4 separate regions of the Mus musculus genome follow, and all the other regions are linked to region 1. The links are chromatin contacts, called in public Hi-C maps. All regions are on one chromosome and are shown on one strand. The core of a region is the stretch at or near the end of the contact, and the rest is flanking DNA. Distances in the headings are between cores, read along the strand shown. Region 1 holds the start of Syt1 (synaptotagmin I). Region 2 overlaps Syt1 (synaptotagmin I). Region 3 has its middle 130 kb from the start of Syt1. Region 4 overlaps Syt1 (synaptotagmin I).

What was found. Hi-C and Micro-C count contacts between places; a contact is called where the count stands out from the background.
Region 2: a Hi-C map of the N1E-115 cell line shows a contact between it and region 1, with 4 times the contacts expected there. The contact joins the enhancer-like site here to the promoter of Syt1 in region 1. A contact is called at or near these places in 4 of 39 promoter capture datasets (the 3T3-L1 cell line, 3T3-L1-derived adipocytes and hippocampal neurons), 4 of 484 Hi-C or Micro-C datasets (the N1E-115 cell line, nephron progenitors, olfactory sensory neurons and 1 more) and 2 of 9 other capture datasets (liver and pancreatic islet).
Region 3: a Hi-C map of the N1E-115 cell line shows a contact between it and region 1, with 10 times the contacts expected there. The contact joins the enhancer-like site here to the promoter of Syt1 in region 1. A contact is called at or near these places in 5 of 39 promoter capture datasets (the 3T3-L1 cell line, 3T3-L1-derived adipocytes, the C10 cell line and 1 more), 1 of 15 datasets of contacts at CTCF or cohesin (pro-B cells), 11 of 484 Hi-C or Micro-C datasets (the MNK3 cell line, the N1E-115 cell line, brain and 6 more) and 1 of 115 datasets of contacts at active chromatin or transcription factors (neural progenitor cells).
Region 4: a contact with region 1 is called in a Hi-C map of the N1E-115 cell line, with 3 times the contacts expected there. The contact joins the enhancer-like site here to the promoter of Syt1 in region 1. A contact is called at or near these places in 5 of 39 promoter capture datasets (the 3T3-L1 cell line, 3T3-L1-derived adipocytes, the SN4741 cell line and 1 more), 4 of 484 Hi-C or Micro-C datasets (the AtT-20 cell line, the N1E-115 cell line, nephron progenitors and 1 more) and 3 of 9 other capture datasets (adipose tissue, liver and pancreatic islet).

The regions. Positions count from the first base shown.
Region 1 is chr10:109,009,141-109,012,471 of GRCm38.p6, reverse strand. It overlaps Syt1 (synaptotagmin I), which reads left to right and starts at 1,497. Exons shown (of 11, transcript NM_009306.3): 1 at 1,497-1,896.
Region 2 is chr10:108,883,287-108,886,617 of GRCm38.p6, reverse strand. The region is part of intron 2 of Syt1 (synaptotagmin I); the gene reads left to right. Among named protein-coding and RNA genes, the nearest start is that of Syt1, 130 kb to the left of the region's middle. Within about 2 kb of position 1,522, at least 5 of the 459 cell types and tissues checked have an H3K27ac peak or open chromatin away from gene starts, as enhancers often do. A contact at or near this core is called in the N1E-115 cell line, where this site is marked.
Region 3 is chr10:109,135,833-109,139,163 of GRCm38.p6, reverse strand. No RefSeq gene overlaps it. Among named protein-coding and RNA genes, the nearest start is that of Syt1, 130 kb to the right of the region's middle. Within about 2 kb of position 1,838, at least 52 of the 459 cell types and tissues checked have an H3K27ac peak or open chromatin away from gene starts, as enhancers often do. A contact at or near this core is called in the MNK3 cell line, the N1E-115 cell line, cerebral cortex and 3 more, where this site is marked.
Region 4 is chr10:108,928,101-108,931,431 of GRCm38.p6, reverse strand. All of the region lies in intron 1 of Syt1 (synaptotagmin I), which reads left to right. Among named protein-coding and RNA genes, the nearest start is that of Syt1, 81 kb to the left of the region's middle. Within about 2 kb of position 1,636, at least 21 of the 459 cell types and tissues checked have an H3K27ac peak or open chromatin away from gene starts, as enhancers often do. A contact at or near this core is called in the AtT-20 cell line, the N1E-115 cell line and rod photoreceptor, where this site is marked.

The sequences.
Region 1 (3,331 bases), core at 248-2,747:
TTCTGAATCTTAATCTTAAACATTATATAAATAGAAGAGATTTAATTACAAACCTGAAGAAATGTGTTACTGTTAATTGAATTCTCTCTACAGTTACCTTTGCACACCAGTGTTAATGAAACTCCAGTTCAAAGTGGATGAGTTTGGGGAATTGCGATCGCTATTTATTTCCTTACCTGAGATGCCAGGATCATCCTGTCAGGAAAATAAAGAGCCCAATTAGGGGAGTGCTCATTTGTGGCTATTGATCAACTTTACAAAAACTGCTAAGATTTCCAAGCAAAACAAGAGGTTCTGAGGGCACTGAGCAAGGTCAAGCGAGTGGGAAAGAAAAAAAAAAATCTCTGTTAGTGACAAGAAAGCATTTCACCTGTGGAGTAAAAGGCTCCTGCCCTTGGGAGCTAGACTCCACCCCAGGGCCAGCCAGCCTGCCCTCCCGTCCAAGCCTCTCAGCCTCCCTGTTTGGCATCTCTCGGTATTACCAAGCTATAAATTGCCCAGGAGCTTAGAGACAATCAGGTCACGGCTGCTCTCACGAGGGAAAAGCTTCTTACTTCCGAGCAGAAGGGTTCAGCTAGGAAGAGGAGGGAGAAAGCCCTTTAGTCCCCCACCGTGCGGGCGGGCAAGGGGTGAAGAGAGACGGAGACAGGGGGGGGGGGGGCGAGCACAAGCCCAAGAAGGTGGAAAAAGCGTGCCTAGCAAGGTCGCACTTGACCCAAGTCTCCAAACTTATTGGTCGCTGCATGGAAACTCCCTGGGCGCTCGCTCCATTGCCTAGCAGCTGCAGCTGGGTGGAGCCTCGCTCCTCCGCCCCACCTATGGATGGACCTTGCATACAGCTCTGGTCCACCACACCCTTCCTGGGCGGTCTCTAGACATCTAGCTGCCCTGACATTATCGGAGCCTGGCTTCCCACTCGAGTTCAGACGGAATGATGTGACTGGTCTCCCAAAGCAAGAAGGACCACCTCTATCTCAGTAGTCCTGCTTCCCCACAACTCCGCGGTGTCAAATGGCCAAAGACAAACTTCTGCCTCTCTCGCGTCCCAGCTCCCACCTTTTCAACCTAGAACTCACACATATCGAAACTCCTAGGATGCTGTGTAGATCTGGGCATGCTCAGTATCAAGGCAGGTTTTGATTGAAAGTTAAAAAAAAGCTTTGTATTAGGCTTGCTTCTTATCCAGTGCTTATGGCTTACTGAACAGGTTGAGGGCATTCCCGAGTCTACCCACCGGGTCTAGAAAATTATCTTTTAGTGTTTTCTCTTTGGGATCTGGTCTCCTCTTAGTTCACCCCACCCCCGCCACTCTCCTAAACCCCTCTCCTCAGGTCCCTGTCCGCTGTGGGGATGGAGAGACTCTAACAGTACTGGGCTGGGCTCCGTTGCCTGAGAGGAGCCACCTATTATCAGTGCTCTCTGATTGGCTCTTCTGAGCAGCGTACCTTGGTTGGAACCAATCAAGAGCCGGGGCCGGGAGATGATGGGCGGCCGCCTCCTCACTGGAGGGATTCCTGGAGAAGCTGCAGTGTGGGGATGCTCTGACCGAGTTCAGCCCCCAGTGTCTTTCCTCCTCCTCCTCCTGCAGCGACAGCATCCGCAGTTAGCAGTGGGCAACTTGAGGCTGTAACCGGGGCAAGCCCCCAGGGTCCTGCTCACCCAACAGGGGGCTCAGGTCCCCGAAGGGGTGTGTGCAGGGCGGGGGCGGCCAGCTGGGACCAGCTGGTGGCCCTAGAAAACCTCACCCACACCCACACCCACACACCCCTTTTGTGTTGCAGGCTGCCCCTCTGAGAGCGGAGGCAGCGAGAGAGTACTCGTGTGCCTCGCACCGGTCCGCGGTGAGAGCAGCGGGGACCAAGACTCGCACCATCTCCCGGTCGGTCCTCGCTCCAGGTAAGGCAGCCCCACTGGCAGCGCGGCCACCTCGGTGGTACCTTGGTACCTCTGCGCTTCAATCTGTCGAAGAGACGTAGGTACACTTGATTTGTGGCGATGGGAGACCTAGGGAGGGATCCCCCCGTAAGCCTATTGTGAGAAATGCAAGACCACAAGTGCATCTCCGGGGAAAGCACTTTGCACAGGGCTGGTGATTCAGAACCAGGAGTTGATGTTGGGCATCCCCCATCTTCTTGCTTCTTCCATTCTCTCCTCTGTCCTCCACCCCCCAGCCCCCTCTCTCCTCCCCCTCCTCCTATTCTAAGCCAGTACAGCCCCCCACCCCCAACGGGGGGTGGAGGATTGTCTTTCTTACAGGGAAGAAGGGCAGTGAAGAAGAGAAAAAAGATTTCTTTCTGTTGGAGGGAGGATAGATTGCAACCCCGTGTGAAAATATGAGTCCAGGAAGGGATGAAACCACACAGGGAATTAAACTGAATGAGAGTAGACAAGGAGACCAGCTTCTGCTCTCAGAAAGGAAGTGTCAAATTTGAATCCATCTCCTCCTTGCAAGAGGCTACAAATGGAACAAAAATAACCCAACACTCCAACCCACTTTCAACTGCTTAATTGCTGCTGCTCTCCTGTGCCTGCTATCAGAATCTTCTTGTTTGCATCTGTCCTGTGGGGCTGACAGTTTGGGATAGCACCTCAGGGTCACTGTCTGAACTTTGAGGGCTTGTTGAGTTTGTAAAAATTAAAACTAGATCATCACCCTCCCGAGATTTACCCAGGTAGCCTTTATAGTGGGAGGGTAATAACATGGGAAGTTTCAAAACCTTTCCAAGTGACACCAGAATTATCAGGAGACTTGACTTTTACTTTGATCTTGCTAATCTGGTTAGCCTCTGTGGACTGTGGACGTGTTGATGTCCACTTCCCTAACCTTAACCCTTTGGTGAAACACAGGAAGTTTAACTTTTGTGTTAAAACTGCTTTTGTGCATGAGATTTCATTTTTTTTTATCTTTTTAAAGGCTGCCTCCACATGTCACTGTCTAGATACTAAATTCAAGTCTCAACACACTCTTTTAATATGAAAACACTAAATAGATATAAAATTGATGTTTCTTCAGTTTTCGTGTTCCCTTCAGGAGGTAGATGTAGGTTCAGTTGACAGGATCCTCTTGGACTAGAGGAAAGTTTAGAAAGTAATGGGAGGAAGATAGTCTCACATTTGAAAGATCTTAAGGGGGAAACATTTCTCTTCTCACATCATGTTAAAAAAGAGAGCCATTGAAACAACTTCCATAACTGTCAGAGAAACAGGTCAAGCACATCGCACTTGTTAGACAGAGTCTTGACAATAGCTTCTGCAATCTCTAATTCCATCATCTCTGATCTAAGCTTTGTTTTCCTATTATTCCTCGGAGACTGATAAGCGATTACCATCA
Region 2 (3,331 bases), core at 273-2,772, 130 kb after region 1:
TTTTCATAGAGGCATAAAAGGAGAGTTTAAACATTTAGTTGAATAATAGTAGCAAGCAATAATGAATAATCTGAAGTAAAAGCACTCCTATCCGCACCTGGGAGAAGCACAAAAACACATTCCAGGAACAATTCTTTGTTTAGAAGAAACTGAGGGCACAGGACTCATGTCTTGTTTCCTCGGAGAGTTCTCACCAGCGGTGAGAATTCTCCTCAAACAACTCCATTTTTGGACCATGTCCAAAAATGTTTGCCTGAAAAAATATAATCTTTCAGAAAACTATCAATGGATCTTTTAATGTCTTCCTCTCCAGAGCTCCATCAATACCCTTCCATGATCTATTCCTCATAAAAGGGGAGAGGAAGAAAGTAAGACATGCATGGCCTGTTTCTTGGAACCGAGGTCTCCCATCCAAACAACTCAGGATGAATAGGCACTTAGTCTACAACAGGATCCATGCCCTATAGATGGCTTTTGAAATCAAGAAAGGTTGCCATCCTAAACAAAAACAAAAAACCTGACGCTCATAAGAGATTCATCATCTCTGTGGTAGAACCATAAAAACTCTAAAATTTTCAAAATAAAAATTCCCTAAACCCTACAAATTACACAACCTAAACTTTGACCCAAAGGCTTTTGATTAGATAGCTATCTGATCATCTAGTACAGTTGCTAGTTGATAGGCACTGAACTGGATATTATAATGGCCCAAGTGTGGTCAGGACCTTTGGGTGTTAAGCAGCCCTGGATAGGCTATGGATAGGATGTGAGGTGAGAAGAGGTGAAATTCAAGCATAAAGTAGCCAGGGAAAATAAAGCACAGAGAGAAAACATTCTTGAGGAGGGGAAAAGAAAAGCAGTTTAGCTATAGATATAACTGATCTGGAACTACACCAGAGTGATAATGAAATCAAAGTGTGTACAGGGAGGGACCCGTGGCTCCAGATACACATGTAGCAGAGATGCCTTGTCTGACATCAATGGGAGGGGAGGCTCTTGATCTTGTGGAGGCTTGATGCCCCAATGTAGGGGGATGCTGAATTAGTGGGGCAGGAGAGGGCGGGTGGGGGGAGCACCTTCATAGAGGCAAAGCGGAGGAGGGAAAGGGCAGATGTGGGATGGGGGAATGGGGGGGCTTGTGGAGGGGTAACCAGGAAGGGGGAAATCATCTGAGAAGTAAACAAGTGGAATGATTACTAGAAAGAAAGAAAGGAAGAAAGAAAGAAAGGAGGGAGGGAGGGAGGGAGGGAGGAAGGAAGGAAGGAAGGAAGGAAGGAAGGAAGGAAGGAAGGAAGGAAGGAAGGAAGGAAGGGGAAGGGAAGGGAAGGGTAGGAAGGAAGGAAGGAAGGAAGGAAGGAAGGAAGGAAGGAAGGAAGGAAGGAAGGAAGGAAGGAAGGAAGGAATGAAGGAAAGGGAAGGGAAGGAAGGAAGGAAGAAAAGAAAGAAAGGAAGAAGAAATCACCAAGGAACCAAGAATATATCTACCTGAGCTAGGGCAGAGGAATCCCAAATAGGAAACAGCAGGGGGAATAGAGGAGTTTAGAAAGTCCACAGGACAATTCACTCCGGAAAAGTAGACTTCCAGGCTTAAGCAGCAGTAGCAACAGGATTCCTGGACATTAGGCTAACTCAGGTTCCTGATCTGATAGCAATGGGTTGGGGACCTATCGCTGAGTGGACTAAAATAGTCATTAATTGAGTGTAATGGCCAACGTACCAGGGACTGAGCCAGAAATAAGTCAAAAGACAGAAGTCCTATTCTCCAAAACATCAGAAGCTCTGAGGAGGAAATGGGTAAATTAACACTGTCAGAAGGCTTGGGTCTCAACAGTCTGTCACTGCACCCTCCCCTGCCCCTGATTTTTAAAGCTGTAACACAAGCCAACCATTGTCCCACTTACCCTCCCTCCCCTACAGTCACTTTGTTCTGTTCCAGAGCAGGCAATGTGACTTGCTATCTGCATGTATTTTCAAGTACAATTTTTTTATCTGTGTCTGTCATAGCTCCCTGTATTATGAGAAGCCCCAAATTTAGATTCTTTCTTAAATTTAATTATCTGGTACTTTGCTACAACAGCCTGTCTCCCATCAACATCTCCGATTTCATTTTATCCACACATCCCTTATGCGTGTCTCCTTCATATTGATAACGGCGGCTGGTGTTAGGGCTTATCTCCCTTTGGTACTGAAAATACAATCAAGAGGGAAAACACAAAGTAACCAATTATCCAAGCATCCATCCACTTTCTTTATCAAATTGATATTGGGGGGAGTCATGGGATATGGCATGTGTGGCGCAGCGTCAGCTCAGTGGGATCAAGGAGAAAAGCCTGTGTCAGGGGACTGCAATGCAAAACTGAATAGAAATGAGTACAGGACAGGAGTCAGAAAGGATAAATGGTCTAATGAGAGACTCTGTTCTACTTTGACGGCACTGTATGTGACTCGTTTATCCTATTATTCTCTGTAAGCTTCAGAACAACAGTGCTTTCATTCCCAACTTAAACATAGCAAAAAATTTAGATAATTGGGGGGGGGTATTTTATTCTTCACTTTGATTTCACTCTATTAGTGTTTTTCAATTTAATGTTATCATAACCAATCATCAAAATTAAAGGAATGCTTAAGAAAATAAGCATTTTCCTTTGAGAAGACAATGTACGGAAACTCAACCTTATAGCAAATTCAAATCTTTTATATTCAGGTTGCTAGTGTCCTTCCTTCCTCCCTCCCTTCCTCCCTCCCTCCTTCCCTCTTCCCTCCCTCCCTCCCTCCCTCCCTCCCTCCCTCCTTTCCTTCTTTCTAACCAGACAAAGTGGTAACAAAGTGTCATGAGTCTTTGGCCCATGGCCAATGCCAAAAGCATTATAATTAATTGAAAACTTTAAAACTCTGAGCACCTTTAAAATTGGTAACTAATTTTATTTTCTTTGGATTTTACAGATCAAAATAAAATTTCATTCATATGCAATGGAAGAGAAGGATTAGTCATTTGTAATAATTTTTATGTAAAAGAAGAAAAGAAAGATGTAACACTATTCACTTAAAATCAGAAATTCTAGATTTTTACTCAAGAAAATTCCACAGAAATAATTTTTTCAGTAAAGGCTTGTAAAATGTAGACATTCACCAGTGCCCTTTCCACGAACCCTTACTTGAGCTAACAAAGTTTTTCAAATTGATAATTTTCATGCTTCTTATAAAACTCATATTTAAAGATTTTATAACATTATGCTCAATTTTTATGTATAGAATTTCTGTTTATGACCAATTGATTTAGCTCTGTTTTGATTGCTGTTGAGGAAAATTATTATAGAAATATATTTTCTGG
Region 3 (3,331 bases), core at 589-3,088, 130 kb before region 1:
TATTAATTTTATATAAAAATATAAAAAATGCATGCTATCTTCCATTAGTGTGAATAATTTATTTTAAACATTTTTGCACGGGTATTTTTCTTGCCAAAAATGTAAGAAACTCTTATGGAACTTTAGTCAATAATACCCTACAAACTTGATTTAATATATCTACCTCTTCATAGAAGAACATTCTTTATATTCTATGGAGGAATTCTCATTAATATGGCTATTGAGTCAAGTACAAAGTCAGCATAGAATTCCCTAATAGCCTTCAGAAATAGAATAATTTAATTCTACAAAGGTTCCAGTCTGCTTAGCTTCCTTCTTTTCCAAAGTAAAGAGGTGAAGTCAGTCCAAAATGCCTTCACGTTCTCATTTCCAGTTTATAATAAACTTATTTGCACAAAATGTTGCTCTTTCCCCTTAAGCCTTTTTATTAGTTAGACATCATTTTTATAGCTGCTGATGCAAATAGCAAGGAATATTGAATGAACTACATTAAACACAGTGAATGTTTGATGAGATTTTTCTCTTGTGCTCCTCTCTACAGACATTAATGTTCCACTAGAGTTATGGAGTGATTTGTTTAAAAAAAAAAAAAGGAATAATATGGCTGAATTAGATCCTAGACATTTTACATAAATAATCTTCCTAATTTATTGTTTTTAAAATATAATATGCACATGCTTTATTTTATCAGTTAAAAATGAAAAAACTCTAAAGCACAAAGAAAAAAATTATGCCAAAAATTGTATAGACAATTTCTAAAGTAAAATTCAAGAATTCCTGTAGCCATACTTCCCTTGTTAGTTTTCTACCAAACAGTCTGGGAGAATTTAAATAGATACCTTCTAAATATCGTGAGAAAGGGGGATGATAGAAACTTTTATATGAGGAGTCAGAAGCACTGGTCAAGTCATGTAGAAGAAAAATGTGATGTAGGGAACTGTTGGTGTTAGGGGCAAGATGAAAGTTGTAGGGATGGAGAAAGGGAGGGAGAGAGTGTGAGAGATAAAGGAAGAAGAGAGAAGAGTTGGAGAAGGAAAGAAAGAGGGAGGAGGAAGGGAAGGAGGGAGGGAGGTGATAAAGGATAAAGGAAGGAGAGATGGAGAAGGGAAGAGAGAGGGAAGGAGGGAGAGGGGGAAGGAGGGAAGGAGGGAGGGAGGGAGGGGTGAAGGATAAAGGAGGACGAGATGGAGAATGGAAGGGAGAGGGAAGGAGGGAGGGAGGGAAGGAGGGAAGAATAAGGGAGGAAGAGATGGAGAAGGGAAGATAGAGAGGGAGGGGTGAAGGATAAAGGAGGAAGAGATGGAGAAGGGGAGGGAGAGGAAGGAAGGGAGGGAGGGTGAGAGGTCCCTGTGTGGGGACTGAAGCTGGATTCAGAGTAACCAGGGAACCAAGAAAGTGAAGAGGGAAGAAAGCATATTTGGGAGCTGCTCAAGATCTACAGAGAGCAAAGCTATCTAACAAAGGAAGACTTGTAAAATGAACTTCAGAAAGTCCCTTTTTACTGTGTTTTAAAAGCTGAAACGGTACTTTGATTTTTCTAAGTTGCAACTTCCTTTAATGCACTTTACTTTGAGTCTGGGCTTTGTGGGCTCTTAATTTATGTTATAATGAAAGATCTGTGTGGTTGCTAAAATGAAGGTTCCATTCTAGCAGTTCCTGCATAAGTCCTCCTGTCTTCCTGACTCTTTTCTGTTTACAACATAACAAGGCCATAGAAAAATATAAAATGCTACCTTAGATTCCATCCAGATGTCAACAGTTCTGCACCATAGGCAGTGAGGCAAATATTGAATGACCACTCAGCATTGCAGCTAAAGGGAAGAATCCAGAATCTCACACTGAGTTAAGCAATGCCATTTAGGCAACTGAAAGTGAAAGTAAGAATGTCAGCTCCTCTGGACTACTTGGATGCATCCACGTCTGAAACACAGGTTTCTCTCCTTCCCTTAACACCACCTTCAGACATCTATCCCTGCAGAGTTACTCCTATTTCTAAATTTTCAGATGCTTATCATTTATTAATTTTTTAAAATAAAAATCCCTTCACTTTGCTCATCTATCCCCTTAATGGACACCTGCTTTGAACTAACTTGCCTCATATACTCTTACCCTACTCCCATGCTGCAGGACAAGGTGGTAATGTCCTGTGTTTACCTACAGAATATAAAAATGACAACAGATCTTTGAGTCTCTCCCTACCACCAGACTACCTCCTACATTACCTCAGGGAAACTGTCAGTGCCTCAGCTGAGGAAGCTGTGTCCTATTTTAAAGCTAGAATTATAAAATAGCTATGAAGAGCTTCCTTCTCTTCAAATCAAACTGTCTCCCTGGACTGGAGTCTGAAATTCGAACAGAGGTATGCAGTTGAAAAGCAAAATGTAGACAGTTAAATGTCCTCATCAAATTAAGAACTACATGATGATGAGAAATATTTGGGTCAGATATATTCTTGCTGTTGAATGATCTCGTTCATTGTGTCAAAGAGCAAATTGTATAATCTCCCTCCTCCCCATCTTTGGAAGCTACCACAGGGTACTAGTAAGTCAACTCTTATATAACACACATACACACACACACACAGAGCGAGAGAGGGAGAGAGAGAGAGAGAGAGAGAGAGAGAGAGAAGAGAGAGAGAGAGAGAGAGAAGAGAGAGAGAGGGAGAGAATGTCAATAAATTAACAGTCATGAAAAAGCTGCATAGTTAGCAGAAGATGGCCTAGTCAGCCATCACTGGGAAGAGAGGCCCCTTGTTATTGCAAACTTTATATGCCCCAGTACAGAGGAATGCCAGGGCCAAGAAGCAGGAGTGGGTGGGTAGGGGAACAGGGCAGGGGGGAAGGTATAGGGAACGTTCAGGATAGCATTTGAAATGAATATAAAGAAAATATCTAATAAAAAGAAAGAAATATATAAGCTATGGAAATCCACTTCCCCTTTTTATTGAAAATATTTTTTTCTCATATACTATGTGCTCATTCGTTTCTCCTCCCTCTACCCCTCCTAATTTCTTCTACTCCCTTCACCTCTACTCCCTTTCTGTCTCTCATTATAAAAGAACAGGCTTATTAGACATGACAACAAAACATAACAAAATAAAGTATAATAAGACAAAAGTCATTTTTTCTTTTCTTTTATTGATATTTTATTTATTTACATTTTAAATGTTATCTCCTTTCCTGATTTCCCCTGGAAGCCCCCTCATACCATTCCCCCTCCCCCTGCTTCTATGAAGGTGTTCCTCCACCCACTCACCCATTCCAGCCTTCCTGCCCTGGCATTCCCCTACACTGGGGCATCAAGCCTTCACAGGACCAAGGGCCTCTCCTCC
Region 4 (3,331 bases), core at 387-2,886, 81 kb after region 1:
CTCTTACAGGAGTTAACTTTTTGCTTGGTTCATTCATCAAATTATTTCACGATCAAGCTTTAAGTTAAACTTTTACAACATATAATTTTTGCTTTATGGTACAAAGTTATCATCTCCTCTAATTATTTGAATGTCGCTCTGTTATGGGACCGATCACTTCATTCACTTAATTTTTAAACAAAACGTATGAGATAGTTATTAATTACTGAACTCTGGGAAACAAATGCAGGTGAGACATAAAGATGATATGTTCAGGTAGTGGATACCAGTTTAGGAAGCAAGAAACATACATGAGGCAAATACCTGATACAAATCCAGATGTGAGAGGAAATGATATTATTATGTGGCATTCTAACATAAAAGTCAAGGAGTGGCTGATTGTTGGCTTAGAGGGTCTGAGCATTGGCTACACAAGGATAAGGACCTGAGATTGGAACCCCAGTGAATTGGCCACAGGCTTGTCTATAATTCCTGTGATGTGGAAAAAAGGGTAGTTGAGCCTTGTGGGATGCCAATCTCATTCCAGGTACATTAAGAGACCCTGTCTCAAATAAGGCAGAGGGGGATATAGCAGAACAGCCTGTAGCCTGTGACCTCATTCCTGTGCATGGATGGGCACACTCACCTACACCCAAGTCAAATTATAAGTGGTTTTATTTACATTTCCAGAACAATGACTTGAGATATCATAATGTAAAAGTTCCAGAGGGGATCTGCTAGTACTAAGTGCATCATGTCCTATGTGATGTTCCTCTGTAGCTGTATAAATAATGCCTGCTTAACATAGAATTAGGACAGTTAATAACCACTATGTGTCAGGGCAGAGACTTTGATCTTTGGCCCACCATTGAGCACTGTAGTAAATAAAAGAAAGATGAATGACCTGATATTTGTGTTCCCCTTGAGTGACTGTTTTGCTGTTGTGTGGCTGCAGCTGACACGCTGCACCCGTGACTTGGCTAAAGGATGGCTTGCTGGAGCATGTGTCATCTCAGATGTCTCTGGTGTCCTCCCTTCTGCCTGCTCTAATGACCACACTCAGCAAGCACTGGCTTTGGAAGGAGACTCCACTAATTAGTTTAGTCGAAAGAGCATCTGGTAACTGGTTGGTGGGATAAACAGGAAAGACTCCCGAAGTGAAGGGTAGGAAAATGAATTATCCATGCTATGAAGACCAAAATAAAATCACCAGTATATAACCCTAAGCCATGAGTCCCATCGTTGAATTAGCTGCCTCTTACCCATGCTCAAAATCCTACCTAAAATGCAAACAATGAGACTTACTGAGCCCATGGGACTTCAGTTAGACATCAGCTTTGTAATGTAATAAAACTTATCATTCATGAGTCTGTCTGCTTTTTTGACAAACAAAACAAAATAAAACTGAGAACAATTTGATCTGTCCTGTTCCTGCAGACACCGATGCAGGTGGTTTGAAAACAAAGCATTTAATCAGGCAGGGTTTTTCTCAAACTACCTGATGATTCATCATCCAGCCCTGCTTGCTGCCAGTCGGGCGTCTCCCCGCTATTATTTATAGAATATTTAAAGAGCCTGGCCCACATGTGCCTCTGTCATGGGTTCTATTGTACTATAAATTACAGCTCCAATTTGCTTCAAATTCAGCATTTGTTGTCAGGGTGCCGTGACTCATCCTCTGTTCAGATGAACACTGTACAGTGGGCTATACCGAAGATCACAGTTGTCACTGTTAACTTATTGGCCACTCTAGAATATTCCTAGACAGCCTTTTTGTAATGTTTCAACACAATAAAGTCACTCTATTTCTACAGCCCAGATATATTCTACTTTTTCTCTCCCCACAGAGCAAGAATAAATCAATAGCTTAATGTACACTGTAGCTTCTGGTCTCCTACAATGGCCATTGCTGAACAAGGATGTTCCAGATGTCCTTCTCTTTCTCTGACATGAAAAGAGATTTGGGGGTTTGGTGGTATTTCCTGCATAGAGCATTGAAATTATATTCTGTATCCTGGGCTGGTTTACTGTTGTTTTGATTATTTGATTTTGTTTTTGTTTTCTTTTTTTTAAATCTTTGTTTTCTTAAATTGATTTTGTTTGCCTTTGTCTAGTGTGTGTGTGTGTGTGTGTGTGTGTGTGTGTCTATCTTTCATGTGTGTATAGCAGTAGCTTGGTGTACAGATGGACCCGTGTGCCTGGGATGCAGACATCCAAGGTTAAAGTCAAGAATCATCTTACTTTCAGAATTTCACCTCCCCCTTCTGAGGTCAGAGATACTGAGAAGTCACCATGCCTACCTAGTTTTAATGTGGATTCTGGGGTTCTAAACCCTGGGCTTTATGCCTAAGATGAGCTGGGGAGATGGGTCATTTGTTAAAACACCTTAATCAATGAGGCATTTCCATGCCCATCTTAAACTGTTTATGAGGCAAGTATAATGGGGATTACAGAAAGAAATAAAAAGGACCTTTAAAAGACAAGAATGGAAATTTCACTTCTATGTTCAGCATCTAATGATTATAATTAAATAAATGATTAGTTTATTTCACACCTGGAAACAAAGTATTCTGTTTTCTTCACCACTGTATCATCAGCCTTTTCAGATACACACAAACACACACACACACACACACACACACACACACACACACATATATAAAATATTGGTAGTGGAGTTCATGTATAAATGGATACAGACAGCTGCTGGGGAGGCTGTGTGTATACCTTCCTGACTCTGTCTTCTCATGACTGTTCCTCTTTAGCACAGCATGGTGAGGATGCTCTGTTACCCATGGTTCTCCTTGCTTATAGCCTGAAGGGATGGTTAGATGCAATTGGTTTCTCTCTCTATTTCCACAACAATGTATTATTTCTAGAGCCTGGGGATATGTATACAGAGAGCCTGACCTATGTTGCAGGATAGTATCATCGTCATCAAATGCTAAAACAGTAGCCCGTGTGAACAGAGTTGTCATCATTTTGCCTTAACACAATATCAGCCGGGATACACCAGAAGCAAACTTTGAAGGAAGTCTGGCATCCAGTAAGCATGAAGCTTAATACAGCTTGGAAATTGAAAGCAAAGAATGAAGTTGGCAGACACAAATATTACTTTGCAGGTGGAAAGATTTCTACTTTTTAATAGAAAATTCAGGAAGTAAAGAAAGAACACAGGGGCTGGAGAGATGGCTCAGTGGTAAAGAGCACTGGCTGCTCATCCAGAGGTCATGAGTTCAATTCCCAGCAACCACATGGTAGCTCACAACCATCTGTAATGGGATCTGATGCCCTTTTCAGGAAGGCAGATGTATATGAAGCAAAGCACTCATACATTAAATAAAGATTGAGA